2 separate regions of the Drosophila melanogaster genome follow, and region 2 is linked to region 1. Evidence: chromatin contacts called from public HiChIP or PLAC-seq data. All regions are on one chromosome and are shown on one strand. Each heading gives the region's core, a stretch centred on a gene start, on an enhancer-like site or on the middle of the called end of the contact. The rest is flanking DNA. Distances are from core to core; before and after follow the strand shown.

The links. HiChIP or PLAC-seq counts read pairs in DNA pulled down with a chosen protein or histone mark.
Region 2: a contact with region 1 is called in a POLR2A S2P HiChIP or PLAC-seq map of the Kc167 cell line, with 4 times the contacts expected there. The contact joins the promoter of Abcd3 here to the promoter of pico in region 1. A contact is called at or near these places in 16 of 107 Hi-C or Micro-C datasets (the D17-c3 cell line, the Kc167 cell line, the OSC cell line and 5 more) and 3 of 6 datasets of contacts at active chromatin or transcription factors (all in the Kc167 cell line).

The regions. Positions count from the first base shown.
Region 1 is chrX:19,849,291-19,853,718 of dm6, forward strand. pico (pico,) reads right to left here and starts at 2,769. Exons shown (of 4, transcript NM_134519.3): 1 at 1,573-2,769. The coding sequence starts at 1,722. It overlaps Nup205 (Nucleoporin 205kD), which reads left to right and starts at 2,924. Exons shown (of 10, transcript NM_167687.3): 1 at 2,924-3,279; 2 at 3,359-3,682; 3 at 3,770-3,871; 4 at 3,962-4,428. The coding sequence starts at 3,058.
Region 2 is chrX:19,748,478-19,752,613 of dm6, forward strand. It overlaps Abcd3 (ATP binding cassette subfamily D member 3), which reads left to right and starts at 2,293. Exons shown (of 9, transcript NM_134510.2): 1 at 2,293-2,660; 2 at 2,871-3,069. The coding sequence starts at 2,957. Alr (Augmenter of liver regeneration) reads left to right here. Exons shown (of 4, transcript NM_001272802.2): 1 at 1-72; 2 at 427-831; 3 at 911-1,152; 4 at 1,212-1,690. The coding sequence starts at 436. The coding sequence ends at 1,374.

The DNA of each region.
Region 1 (4,428 bases), core at 1,519-4,018:
TGCTGTCAAGCAAACTGCTTACTCAACCTTTTATGCTGAGGTGTAATATTTGCTTTTGGGAAATGAAAAATGTGCGTGCTGGCCAAGTAGAAATGGTCAAATGGGCAGCGCAGTTTTTCAGAATTTGCTGACCTCTGCGCGCAATTAGGCAAATTTGACACGCACCGGGAGGCCAATTCCCATGTCCTCGTCCTTGAGCTGCACGCAGTCACGTCCTGGCATCCTGACAGTTCACTCTAAACTATATGTATGTGTATGTATGTATTTATTTACATAGATACAAAATGTTTGTGTGCAGTGAACAAAACCGCGACTGACAACAAACAGGGCTTACTTGCAAAGATATAAAGTATATATATATATATAAAACTGGAGGACTGTGGATAACTATTATTTTAAACATTTGGACTTAAGGGAATTCCAATTGTTAAACCATTTTTAAAAATAACAATTTTAAAGGTTAATTTCCTTTGTACCAAATGTATCTCTAATATATGTAAGATATACTTCAACTGAAATTACATCTATTGAGACCAGCCAAGCGATGTTCAAACATTGTTTAAATATATAGTTCACTTATAAACAAAATGTTTTTGTTGGATCTGATTATTATCTCGTCCAAATGGAGCCTTTGTTTTAACTGTTTGTTACCATTCTGATCCAGAAACTAATCGACCTTCCTGGTTGGGGTTGTGCCACAAACTGCTGGGAAGTGAAGTGGCTTAGGGGAGCGGGGCGACGCCCGCTGTTGCGGCAAAACAAAGGGGCAGCAACAACATCGCGTTTGTTGCTGTTGCCGCATGGTATCGCACATCGCCTTTGACTTTTTTCGTGTGGAATCGGGTTTTCTTCCGCCGCCCGCGCATAAACAAATCGAGAACCTCAGAGGCGAAAAACGAAAAACAGAACCACAACGATCGGGAACTCTTTTCAGCGTTTATGCACGGTGAAAGTAATGGGGCAAGAACGGAGAAAGAGGCGCAAGAGAGAGCGAAAAAGTTAGTACACCAATTAATGGGTCGGCATTCTGTTGGACTTGAAAGCATTGAGCACTTTTTGTGGTCGTTTTTGCCCCAGCAGCTGGTCCAAAGATTAATCATTCCGCTCTCTGCGTTTGCTTTTATTAATTCTCCTTTGACCCATCGAATGGGGGGAGTGGTAAAGTTTTAAGTTTCTATATTATCAAACTATAGGAAACTATATCCATGATACTAGTTGGGCAGTCTCAACTTTGGAGTACCGAATTTGAAGTCTTTTGATCACCTAGCACTGCATAACTAGGTTATTTTCATAGCCAAGGAGTAAAGTATACTGAATACACTCGAAAAAAAAAACACTAATAGAGAATTATAGTTAATACAATTACCAACCATATGTGAGTCTACCATTTGCACCGTTCTTACTATAATTTGAAGAAGCTGTACTTTAAAGGTATAGTTCAGTTTCTTCCTGTGTACTCTGTCCTATGACTTCTTTTTTTTTTGTGTGTGGGAGCGAATTATGAAGTACAGAGGAAATGGTCGAGCAACACAAACGCACACACACATTTGGAGAAACTTGGGAGATACTTACATTTGTTATTGTTGCTGCTTCCTCGAGGCTGTGCTGTTGTTGTTGCCGCTGCTGCTGGTGGTGTTGTTGTTGTAGCTGTTGCTGGAGTAAGTGCAGTTGTTGCTGTTGTAGTTGTTGTTGCTGATGTGCCGCAATACCACCACAATCCATAGTAATTACGGGTGCGAGGGGGCGGGGTTAAGTGTGTGTGGGAGTGGAGTGGAGTCGTCAATTGGGAGCGCACTCTCTATCTCTCTCTCTCTCTCTCCAAATCTCGCTCTCTGTATTGCTGCTCCTTCGCGCGATCGCTTACTGCAGCGGAATGAAAAGCGAAACAGACATAATTGAAGAAATGCGATAGCTCTCCGTCTTGAATTTCAACGATTCGCCGTAAGGGAGCGCTGTTAACCGCTATTTCAGTCACTGTTTGTGTCTTGTTCCTTTTTTTTATTTTTTTTTATTTTCAGCTAACTCTGCAGTTTGCCTTTGTCCATATTTTCGGTGGAAAAACCACTTCCTTGCTCTCTCGCTCTGGCTCCCTTGCTCTTCTATACCGCTCTCTCTCTCGCTCGCCAGGCGTTGCGTGGGCGAACGTAGGGGAGAGAGCAAGCGAAACGAAAAGAGAGAGGCGAACGCAGTTTGGAGTTTTATGCACTGGAGTTGTGAGTATGTTCGTGTGTGCCTGTGTGACTGCTACCCCCACACACTTGCACTGCCTCTCTTCCTCTCTGTCGCTCTCGCACACCCAGTACCAAGTACTCTGAACTCCAACTCCAGTTACAAATTCAATTCCAATTCGAATAATTCCCAATGAAATTTGAATTTTCCTTCCAATTGCACTGGCTTTGGCAGTTAGTATCCCTTTTGGCATTTATTGCAGCCGAACTGCGCCGATTGCATTTGCATTTACACTTCTACATCCACTTCCACATCCACTTGCATCGACAGCCAGAACCAGCATCCCACTATGGTGCAGTTCAGCCTGCCCGCGGCCATCGGTGATTCACTCACAATGCGAACAGGACACCACTTGGGCAGTGCGTTCGCTGGCCAAATCAAGTGGCGGAGAACAGAAAAAAAAAAAAACGCGAATCGGAACAAAACAAATGGATGCTACTATCGGGTAACTACGAAAAGTCCGTGCGTAGATTTTCACGAAAACGCCCCGCCCGCGCCGCACTGAAGTTGTGTTAGTTAGTGGTGCGACAACGCACCGATGCAGCGCCTCGATTATCGTTCGATAAGCATCGATTTTCCGATTGACTTGGTTCGAATCAACCGTTTAGCCAGCGCAGCAACCGCAGTTAGCGGGCACAAGCACCGAAGCGCGTACGAGCGTGGTGAGTTCGTACGGTGGTGAACATCTGTGTTTTCCAGTATTTGCAGCACCCAGCCCTGGTAACCGGCGCCTTGTCGCAAAGCGAAGCAATCTTGCCGCGTTTTATAGTCAATAACTGCGAATCAGCAAGAACTGCGTGAACTGAGCGAACCGCAAAACCAAGTGAAATGGATGGTGAGTGCCTGGCCAACGAGCAGATGTGCGTGGGTCGCCAAATCACTAATGCCACCCATGCGTCCACAGCTGTAATCGAGGACATGTGGACGCCGTACAAGCATTTGTACAACACTTTTCAGACCGCGGTGTCCAATCGCAGTGGCTTCACCTCGGATCTGGAGCAGTGCCTCAAGAAGTACAAGCACAACTTCAGCAACTTGCTGCGCAATCCGGTGGGTATAGCAAAACAAGCGCTTGCAGATCCGTAGATTTAACTAATTATTGATAATCCATTATTGAAAATGTCGGCAGCCGAGAAGCGAGAAGAGCCGCAATCTCCTACGAAATGCCCTCAACGAAGGCGTCCCGATGCAGGGGCATTCGCGAAAGACAAAGATGTCACAGGACCTGGCCGACGAGGCGGTCATTCTGTCCGACATGTTCGATCTGGACGAGGGTTTCGCCGTGGAGCTGCTGTGCACCGCACAGCGCCAGCAGAAGCATCATCCCGGCCTGTCCAGAGGCCTTGTCGCGGTGCTGCTCTACTACGATGGACGAAAGGCCATCAGCTGCACGCTTCGCGACATGTTCCAGGTGGTTAGCGGCGTCTCGTGGAACACCGAACTGCCCAAGGAGGTAAGTTTCGAGATTTCGACATCGCAGGCATCGCAGTGCCGCTGAAAGAGAGATTCACTGACCCTGATTATCGTTCTACGCACGCAGATCACCGGTCTGGTCACTAACTATGCCGAGAGCCTTGTCGACGGCTCTGGGATACTGGGACGCCTGCTGCAGCTGCTCGAGGAGATGGATGTCGACAAGGAGGTGGGTTTGTATGCGCCTGTTTCTGAAATTCTCTGAAATTGCATATCTTCCTTCGCAAATTGTTATTCATTTGTTGTCCAACGTTCGCAGTGCGCTATGCTGACCACAAACCGCGCGTTTGGCTCCAAGAAGCATCAGAACCAGGTGCTCGGCCTATACGAGGACATTCAACAGGCATTGGCAATGGCCCTGTTCAATTGGTCGGCACAACGCGGCCTGCCGCGACACATTGCCATTCGGCTGATGCACCAATTGGCCAACCGAAAGAACCACGACGCGGGCGGCAACATGGACGACGTGACCCTGATCATGCTGATGGCTCTGCTGTATGCGTACGATACCTCCATGCTGCTGGTCACCGAGGAACCCAATGAGCACACAACCCGACTTCCGATCTTCAGCGATCGCGAGTTCGCCGAGTGCTTCCTGGAGGAGCTGTACGCGCAGAGCAGCTGGCAAGCACCGCGCCTGAATGCCATCATTGCCTACAGCTTCGGACTAACGCTGGCCAGCCTGCGGCATGCACCTTTGCAGCTTCAGGCCACCGCCATCTCGAT
Region 2 (4,136 bases), core at 1,043-3,542, 100 kb before region 1:
AAACAGTTCCAAGGCGCAAAATTTATCTGGGGCTGCAGCACTCACAAACGCCAGCTTCCATCCTATTCACATGTAAGTTCTTTCGAGCGTCTCGAATTGATTGAGAAACAAACCTTAGTAATTTTCTGAACGCTGTGCTATTTGAATTGTCGCGGTTGCGCGCGCAACTCGCAACGGTCTGGTATCGATCACAGCTGCGAGCAGGCTGCCAGATCGCTTCCCGTTCGGGAACGATTTCGCATCGATTTTCGATTGCTGGCCGGTATAATTTGAAAATGTTACTTTGCTGACCGGATTTTGGTCCTTGGCCAGATGTTGGCCATGAATCTAAAAGCCAGTATTTAGTAACTTGCGTTGATTGCAGCCGCTTAACTAAGCCGCTTAGCCAGATATGTCCTAATGTTATGTGTTTCGTTTCGAAACAAGGTGGCAACCATGCGCATGCTTTTTATGATTTTCACAATAGCCGAGCGAAGTTTCAAGATTCTAGAACTACCCACCACACCAACGCTTCTGCTGCGCCGCCAGTCCCACAACTACGGCTACGACTACATCAGCCCCACGCACATCGAACTCAGCCGGGAAGCAACTCGCCTGGTAATTCGCCGTCTGCAGCGCACCGTTCTCCGCCTGATCCGTGACCCGGACTTCATCATGTCTGCCGAGGCGAATCCCGAGATGGATAAGGAGCACCACGAGTCCCCATTCGCAGCGAACCGCAAGGCCGGTGCCAGCGGCGCCGGCAAACAGGACTCGAACTGCCGCACCTGCAACGATTTCAAGTCGTGGTCCAAGCAGCAACGCCTCATCTCCAACGTGCAGAGCGCCAAGGTGACGTGATCGCGTTGGCCACTTCGCCTTCGCAAGCAGGACGATAACACAAGAATCTCCCACTTTCATACTCCTCCAGGTGAAGCACATGGCCGCCGCCGAAAAGCTGACCGTCAACGCCGCCGAAGATCCGCTGCCCCGCGACGACTGCCCGCTGGACAAGGTGAGGCTGGGAATTTCCACCTGGGGACTGCTCCACACCATGGCCGCCTTTTACTCGGACAACCCCACGGACACCGAGAAGCGCGACATGAAGACCTTTTTTGAGGTTCTGTCGCGCCTTTACCCCTGCGAGTTTTGCGCCAAGGACTTTCGCACCGAGTAAGTGCATCTTCAATCCATTTGAAAACGCTGACACTTTAGCTGGACCTCTGTTGCAGCCTGGACGTCAACCCCATCAATGTGAACTCCCAAAAGGAGCTAGCACTGTGGCTGTGCAAGTTCCACAACCGAGTGAACGACAAACTGGGCAAACCGCTCTTCGATTGCACCAAGGTGAACGAGAGGTGGCGCGACGGCTGGCTAGACGGCTCCTGCGACTAGGCGCCGCAGCTAACCAGCGCCGAGAAGCCCCGTCTCCCGCCCGTTGCAGGTTGCCATGTTGACCAGACTTTGTCCCACATTTTGCTCGGCTGGCCCACAACTACAACCACGGAACACGGGACTCCTGCTCGGCGGTGTACCGCCGCCAACCCGAAACTGTGCCCTGTTTCTGGCCAGAGGCCATGCCCACCAGTCGGAACCTGCGTCAGCGTGACATTAAATTGAGTTATGTTGTAATAGAGCGACACATCGAAGGTCCATTGTTAAATGATTTGCTGGCTATGAACTCCATTAGAATATACACATTATGTTGAGGACCCGTATTATGCCTTCTCACTGGCCCTGCAGATATCGCAATCTCTAATCTGCCGACTGGCGTTTATTAGATTAGAATGGGGAAGGCAAATGCTTTCCACTTCGATAAGATGGGAGTGGAAAGATCTAAAGCGGAGTTGGAATACAATGCTTAGTTGGTTCGAAATTAGGGGATTTGGCTGATACTTATATAGTTTTTAGATTTCCTTTCTATAATACCTAAAGGACTAAAGGTCTTAAAATTTGTCTGCTCTGGTTATATTTTTTAATATTTAACTTAATTTTTTTTTGCAATCAACGAAACATTAACATTTTATTCATTTAACATTTTAATATGCTTAACATAAGAGATATAAAAATTAGTGGAATTTTCGTAAGAGTAAGCCATTATATGATTTACTTATATAACATGATTGCTCAGCAATAGTTTAGGTAGTTTAAGCGGGGAAATTTAAATTTGGCTAATTTAAAATATTTAATACCTCAAATTTAGATGAACGATATTTTCGATTCATAATTATCGGTGATAACTTGTTCGATAGCTCTTCGTTCAGAAATAGCCAGATTTGGCGGCGAAATAGCTGCCCCCGCAGCGCCGCTGCCCGCACATTGTCGTGGTAGCCAACACTAGCGCACATCGCACTACAGTTAGTTGCCTGCTGGCTTTTGCGCGTCGCACGTATCACTTCGTCAGATTTCTCGATTTGGTCGAGCTGAGTAGAGTGTAATTACCAAACAAAGAAATGCGCCTGGCTCAAATTGAATAAATAAAAGCGCCCGCCGTGTGTGACAATCACTTTGCCCACCCCCTTTGGCCAGAAAAGGAGCGCCACTAGCAGCGGAGGAAGAAGCAGCAGCACCATCACCACCACCAGTTGTAGTACAGGAAGAAGAAGAAGCAGTTGCCCTGAAAGAGAGAGAGGGTGCGAGCGAGAGAGGACGAAGCTAAGACAGGGCTGTTCGACAACCAGGTGTTTACATCCTGCTATCCACCATCTGTGTGTGTGTGCATGTCTGTGTGTTGTGTCGTCATCAAACAGCCGATTAAAATATTGAAATCCGTGCAATAAACAATAGTGTCTGTTCCCCTTTCATACTTACTATTTATTATAATTTTTTTTTTTTAATTTTTTCCTTGTGCAAACCCCCTCCCCCCACGTGCGGTTAATCGAACACTGAAGTGCGAACGCGAAATTGCGAATTGTAAAATTCACAAGGTGCCCAATTTGAAGCCAAACGAGATCCGTAGCCACATCGCAATAGCAGAATGGCCCCGGCTCTAAGCAAATTGGCCAACAACCAGAGCGCCATCGTCGGCGTGGCGGGCATGACGGCGGCCCTCTGGATAATTGCCTACGGAAAGATGTCCAACAAGAAGCGGTAAGCCCCCCCTTGATCTTAATTACGGATAATTGTGGCTCAACCATGTTATTTATGTTGCCTGTGCAATATGCAATATTCTACGAACATCTTATTGCACAAGGTCTCGGTCTTGGCCATCGATGTGTCCGTGATATTGACTTGAGTTTTGGATCGCTGTGTATTTATGTACAAACAGATTTGTTTGCGGGACATACGATGCGATGCCACTATTGTGGGTCATCTGGCGGACTGCAAAAACTGGTTTTCCGATGGCCGTTTCTGCCACACTGTATGCACTTCCCCCTCATTGTAGTCCGGTTTCAATTGATTCGTCCAGCAGCCGCGCACAGTGGGCCGGACAGTTCGTTTGCAGCTCCAAATACTGTTCTTTTCAATTGTGTTACCCATTGCCATAATCTTATAATAAGTTTGGCGACCACCAGCTTACGTTTTGAAGATTCTCAAAAAGATATTTTTAAGTGCAGTCCCAATACAAAAAAAAAGTCAACAGATCATCGATTCATTTAAGTAGATGTGAACCAAAGTAGCTGGATCTGTTTGCAGTCTATCCCTATTATGTAGATATACTGATATCTAGGATAGGTCTGAATGTATATATTGTCTGGGAGGAATGGAGGAATTCCGCGTACTTAGCAGAAGGTAGACTCAGATAGGCACTACATTTCCGGCCAAACAGCAAACTCGATTAGGAAAGCCTTCTCGGCGCCCTCGACTATTATGACCCGAATAGCCACTTCTTGGCGGCCTGCTTCATTGCGGTATCGCTTCAAGGATTTCCCCATCGAGCACCTGCGATGCGGACTTGATTCCCCGGTTAAGGGCCACGTTTCGGTGTTTGAATGGACTTGGTCTTTGCCGCTAATCTAATCGGCAACGCGCCAGTCTACAGCACTTCATCTATATGCCCCATTCCACTATCGCCACTCGTGCCGATTATGCTGTTGTTAACGCGCTCAATATTTGGTCATATTCGATGTGTGCGGGGTTCGGCGCGCAATTGACCGCTATCAGTCGATTTCATCTTATTGAATAAACTGAACGGGTAAAGCGGGCGCAATCGACTA